Regions from separate parts of the Rattus norvegicus genome. Here region 2 is linked to region 1. Evidence: chromatin contacts called from public Hi-C data. All regions are on one chromosome and are shown on one strand. The core of a region is the stretch at or near the end of the contact, and the rest is flanking DNA. Distances in the headings are between cores, read along the strand shown. Region 1 overlaps Rbs10l2 (ribosomal protein S10 like 2). Region 2 has its middle 30 kb from the start of Samd3.

Region 1 (2,700 bases), core at 20-2,519:
GGGCAAACCACAACATGTGTGTGTATGTGTATGTGCGTATGTGTGTGTATGTGTGTGTGTGTGTGTGTTCAGGGGTGTGTGTGTGTGTGTGTGTGTGTGTGTAGGTTTCAGATCACTTATTATCATTGAGAGCACCCATGAGTCTAACCCATGTCTTCAGATCTATGCTGTGGTACGTCTATAGGCCTCTTATTCTGTAATATTTACCAGAACTCCTCCTGGGCAAATGTATTGTATATTTACCTGGCACCATCCCAGTCTGGGTTGAATCCACTTCTGCCTACTGTATCTGTGCCTGACCATCGACTGTAACTAGAAACAGGTACCACATGCTGAGTGCTATGACTTTGCATTTGTGGCTATTAATGTGGTGGTCATCTGGACCCTTAGTCTGTGCCTGTCACTGTCTGCTCTTCTAGACTACTACATTTCCTTCTTTGTGTGTGTGTGTGTGTGTGTGTGTGTATGTGTGTGTGTGTGTGTGTGTGCCACCCCCCCACCTTTAACTGAGAAAAAACAATGAGAAGAGACATCTTCCTCTTGTACCTCACTGGGCTCACCTTCCTGCTTTCCACCTGGGATGTGCACCCTGACTCTGACTTTTGTCCTGTCCCCTGCACCTGCACATCATGGTCTCTGATGAATTCTTTTTGTAAGTGCACACATGAGGGAAGAGAGATTTGTTTTAAAATCTGACATATCCTTAGCATATAGGATGAGTCCTTAGTGTGTAGAAGGCTCCCATCACAGGGTTTGCTTAGCAACTACCTATTTTCTGGAGATTGTGTACTTGTCTTGTTAAAAAAAAGTTTTCAAGTAATTTTAAACTTTAAAATAGCTTAGAAAACAGAAAATAGATATATTCATATATATATGTACATGTCCTTCAATTTTTCAATAATCAATAATAAAGCAAGCTTTTGCTTTTGCTCCCTGCCTCATTTTGCTGCCTCCTTTTATACCTGACTTCTCAAATCAATATGCTTTCTCTGTCGCTCTCTCCATCTTCAGTCTTAACCCCGTTTTGTTCTAGCTTTTGTGTCCTACATCTTTTGCTGAGACTAGAGACCTTTGTGTTGACAGGTCTAATGATTAGCCCTTGTTCCCCCTTTGATCTGTAGCACCACTGACTCCACTGACTCCAGTTGATTTCTTCTATTACGTCACTTACGAGTCACCTGACGTGGACTTTGCCCCCTTCTCTCTCTCTGTCTCTGGGTCGTCTCAGGTCTGCAGGTGATAAGTATCAGCCCAAACGCTGATAACTCCAGAATGGACACTCTGAGCCCTGATCTTCCTTCTGTGTGATCTCTTTCCAGACGTTGGTGTCCGTGGTTTATTTGACATTTCTTTCCTGTTTGCCTAACACGTTTGCTAAACATGCCCAGAGCAGGCGTTCTCATTCGCTACTTGAAATGTCAGAGGCGTTGCTGACAGTCTCTCCTAGCCCAGGAAATGGCGTTCTTGCCGCCTATGCCTACAGCTTCGGTCCTCAGTTCACTCACATCCTATGTTAAATGTAACGACCTTAGTTCTGTTTACAATGTTCACCCAAACCTGATCGCTCTGTTTTCCTCCGCTGTGGTCAAGGCCTCTGGGATCTTTTGTGGCACCGTCTAACTGGCCTCTGGTATGGACGCCTGTTTGCATAAGAGTTATAATAATTGCTTTAAAACATAAATCAGAGCAGGGTGGTGGTGCACACACCTTTAATCCCAGTACTCAGGAGGCACAGTCAGGTGGAGGCCAGCCTAGTCTATAGAGTGAGTTCCAGGACAGCCAGGACTACGCAAAGAACCCAGTCTTGCAAAACAAACCAACCAAGCCAAAAACAAAAAAAAAAAACCCAAAAAACCCATAAATCAGGCTCAGCTCCTTCTCTGTAGAACACCCTCCACAATGTTTTACATCATTCTTGACTAAAATCCTACACTTTGTCACACCCTTTTCCATTCTGAGACCATTTTATATTGTTTGCTTCCTGTCTATCCTTTCCTATCCCCGTTACAGCTCTACTAGGGTCCCCTTCAGAACCTGTGGACTTGTTGTCTCTGCCCAGAAGTCTCCTTTCTGTGTCTGAGTGGCTCACTTCCCTGTCATCACACAAGTCTCTGCTCACAAGAGGCTGCTCTAAGAGGCAGCCATGGCTGGGCTATGTAAAGGGACACCCTTGCAGTCTCAACCCACTCTTTTACTTCATGGGCTTTTCCTTCGTGCCAACCACAGCTCATAAATTTAATTAGGCTTGTGACGGCTGCATGCGTCCTAAACATGTACATGCTTAAAATAATTCATTCCCCCCATAACAACCCCCTAAATACTTCTATTGTACTAGCTAGTGTAAGTAACGTAGGGGTGATTTAATGGGAGACTGCACATGCAGAATATGCAAATGTCACAACATTTATGTAAGGTACTTAATCATCTCTGGATTTGTTATCTTCTGGGTTCCTGGGCTCCAGTCTTCTGCAGATACAAAGGACAGTTATCTTTTTATCTCTACAGTTTCTTTCTACAATGTTGGTGCCATTAGAGGCAAGAGACTTACGCTTACTTTACTGTGGCCATTTCTTCAGGGTCTGTCCAGTGTCAGCCGGCTGGACACATTGCTTTTCAGCACATTATCTTCACTTGAGACTTTAAACAATGAGCATGTAGATAAATGGGTCAAACTCGTTCTTGCTGAGGTGAGGGATTCAC
Region 2 (2,700 bases), core at 169-2,668, 130 kb after region 1:
TAGTAGAACATTGCCTAGAATGTGTGATACAAGGTTTCATCTCTAATATTGAACCTTCATTGTCGTCATCATCGTCGTCGTCGTCGTCGTCATCATCATCATCATCGATGTCATAATGAGTAGGGTTTGTGGATGTCTTTCCATATTACTTAAAACACAAATACTATTCCAGCTCTTTATAAGTTCCTTTCATGATTGTTTAACAGCTTTTTGTTTTGCTTTGTGGGGTGGGGAACTAAAACTTATTTATTATTTTTAATGAATTAATTCCATTTCAGTATAAATATAGGCACGTCCTTGATTCTAGTTTCAGACTGTTTTGTCCCCAGCAGCGTTCACACTGGAGCATAATTTCTCACCACGGCAATATTGCAAGGTGGAATCTTCATGAGATAGGTCACAAGGGCTGGCGAGCTTCTCCTGGAGTGAGGAGGAAGGCTGCCCTAGGTAGTGTTTGTTGTCTCTTTTGCATGTGCCTGCTTGTACCTTCTGCTTTCTGTAGCAAGCTGTAGCAGCTTGACACTCCTATCATAAGCCTCCCTCCTGCTAGGCCCTCAGTTCCCAGAACTTCGAGGGAAAAAAAATCAACTTCAATTCCTTATGAATCACCCAGTCAGAATATTGTTGTCTCAATAGAATGATGTCCCTTAAAATATGTGAACGCCTGAAATGAAACTTTCTGCTTTAGGACTGTAATTATGTGAATTTTTCTGGCAGGATTAGATTATGCTTTGTGATTCTATGACTGGCTTCCCATTACTGTGACACGAGCAGGAGATAATCAACTCGGAAGCAGAAGGTCTGTTTTGTTCCGTTTGGATTTTCCACTCTGTGAGGGCTGGATCTGTAACTCAGCGTGTGCCGAGTCCGAATGGCAATCTAGAGAAAACGTGGCAGAAAAAAGGTTGGCTCCCTCACACGCAGGAAGCCACAGTGAGTGAGGAGGAAGCTCAAGGATTCCACAGAGCTCTCCAAGAGCACAGCCGCACGGCGCCCCCACAGCTCTCACTGGGGCCTGCTTCTCAAAAGTTCTGCCACCCCTAACAGTGCTCAGTTAGGGACCAAGCACTAGCACATGTGCCTTCTAGCCACGCCCAGGTCAAAGGGAACACCAAGAAACCCACTGATAAGCACAACGTAACAGTTTATCTTTTAAAATATTAATAAAAGTAAAAAATATTTCAATAGTTTTGAAGTAGGAATATATCCACTTGATTAAAAATTTAAAAAAAAAAAAGATTTCAGAGGGGAGACGGGCTGGGAAATGGCTCAGTCAGCAAAACGGCTTTCCTTGCGTGCACGTGGACCTGAGGTTGATCCTCGATACTCATTTAGAGGAGCAGGGTATGGTGGCCCTTGCTTGCAATCCCAATGCCTGCATGGCAGAGACACGCAGATCCCCGGCCCTAGGTGAGCAGCCAGTCTACCCTCATTGGAGAGCTCCGGGAAAGCATGTCATGTAACCTGACTCCCGAGAAACAGCAAAGTTGGTTCCTGTAATCAAGCATGGTGAAATCATTGAACCGTGAATCATCCAAGGGTAGGAAAACAGTTTACCGGGGGGTTGGGGGGGGGGGGGGACAATGGCAAAACTGCCAGTTTCACAAGAGCAGAGAGCAGCATCTTGAAGGGAAAGCAAACAAACTTTGTGTGGCAGTCAGCTGGGTTTTGAGCTGGTGCACGTTGTTCAGGTTAATTGGGAACTGGATGCCCTTTGACCTCAGCAGTTGATGTCCTGGTAGAGAAGTAGAGGTTTTCCTGACGAGCCGAAACAAGAGGGTCACAAGGTTTCTGATGAATGCTGAGTTTAGGTTTCTGTTTACACGGTGAGACTCCTTTTGTAAGAAGGCCTGGGTTGGGCCCAGGGTCATGATTTTAGGACATCGTCAGCTACACTCCCATTTTGGGGCCCACTGGGTGACCTAAGGTCCTCTAGACTTGACAGATAAATACACACACAACTAAAATAAATAAAACAAGCCAAACAGAAATCAAAGCGTGCTTTCGTCCTCATCCTGCTCTATCTGTCTAATTTCCTCTCCTCACAGCTAACTACTTTATTCTACCGCCTTATGATAAAACCACTATGTTTTTCTCATTTTGTTGGCAGAAGTGAACTAAATATGTAGCTTCTGCTTTACGAAGAAGGTCCAGAAATACATCCTTCTCAGACCGCAGAGCATCCTTAGTCTTTGCTAGCATTGCAAGGTGCATAAGCTGAGCAGAGCCCGGTGAACTCGGGCCTGGGATCTATGAGGGCTGTTCCTCTGTTTGGAGTGGTTGAACTTAGGGTCTCACGCATGGTAAGGAAGAACTTTATTACTGACTATATCCCTAGCCATCTTTTATTTATCTATTTATTTTCATTTTAAGACCAGGCCTTACTGATTTTCTCAAGATGGCCGGAAATTCACTCTTTAGCCTAGGTAGTTGTTAAACTTGTAGACTTGTAGCCTTTCAAGTTATTGTACTGCTAGACTCAGGTCTAGACTCCCTCCTTCCCCTTCTCCCTTCCTTCCCTCCTTCCTCCCTCCTTCCCTTCCTCTTTCCTCCTTCCCTCTCCCTTCCTCTCCTCCCTTCCAACCTCTTCTTCCTCCTTCCCTCCCTCTCTTTCTCCTTCTTCCTTCCCTCCCCCCTATTCCTCTTCTTCCTTCCTTCCTCTGTCCCCACTTCTTCTTTCCTTCCTCCCTCTCCCTTCTT

Evidence for each region. A called contact is a pair of places that touch in the nucleus more often than the background predicts.
Region 2: a contact with region 1 is called in a Hi-C map of liver, with 9 times the contacts expected there. The contact joins two enhancer-like sites. A contact is called at or near these places in 2 of 12 Hi-C or Micro-C datasets (kidney and liver).

Annotation. Positions count from the first base shown.
Region 1 is chr1:20,866,327-20,869,026 of GRCr8, forward strand. The region is part of intron 1 of Rbs10l2 (ribosomal protein S10 like 2); the gene reads left to right. The region is part of intron 11 of L3mbtl3 (L3MBTL histone methyl-lysine binding protein 3); the gene reads left to right. Among named protein-coding and RNA genes, the nearest start is that of Tpt1l3, 59 kb to the right of the region's middle. Within about 2 kb of position 1,270, at least 3 of the 93 cell types and tissues checked have an H3K27ac peak or open chromatin away from gene starts, as enhancers often do. A contact at or near this core is called in liver, where this site is marked.
Region 2 is chr1:20,996,188-20,998,887 of GRCr8, forward strand. No RefSeq gene overlaps it. Among named protein-coding and RNA genes, the nearest start is that of Samd3, 30 kb to the left of the region's middle. Within about 2 kb of position 1,419, at least 5 of the 93 cell types and tissues checked have an H3K27ac peak or open chromatin away from gene starts, as enhancers often do. A contact at or near this core is called in liver, where this site is marked.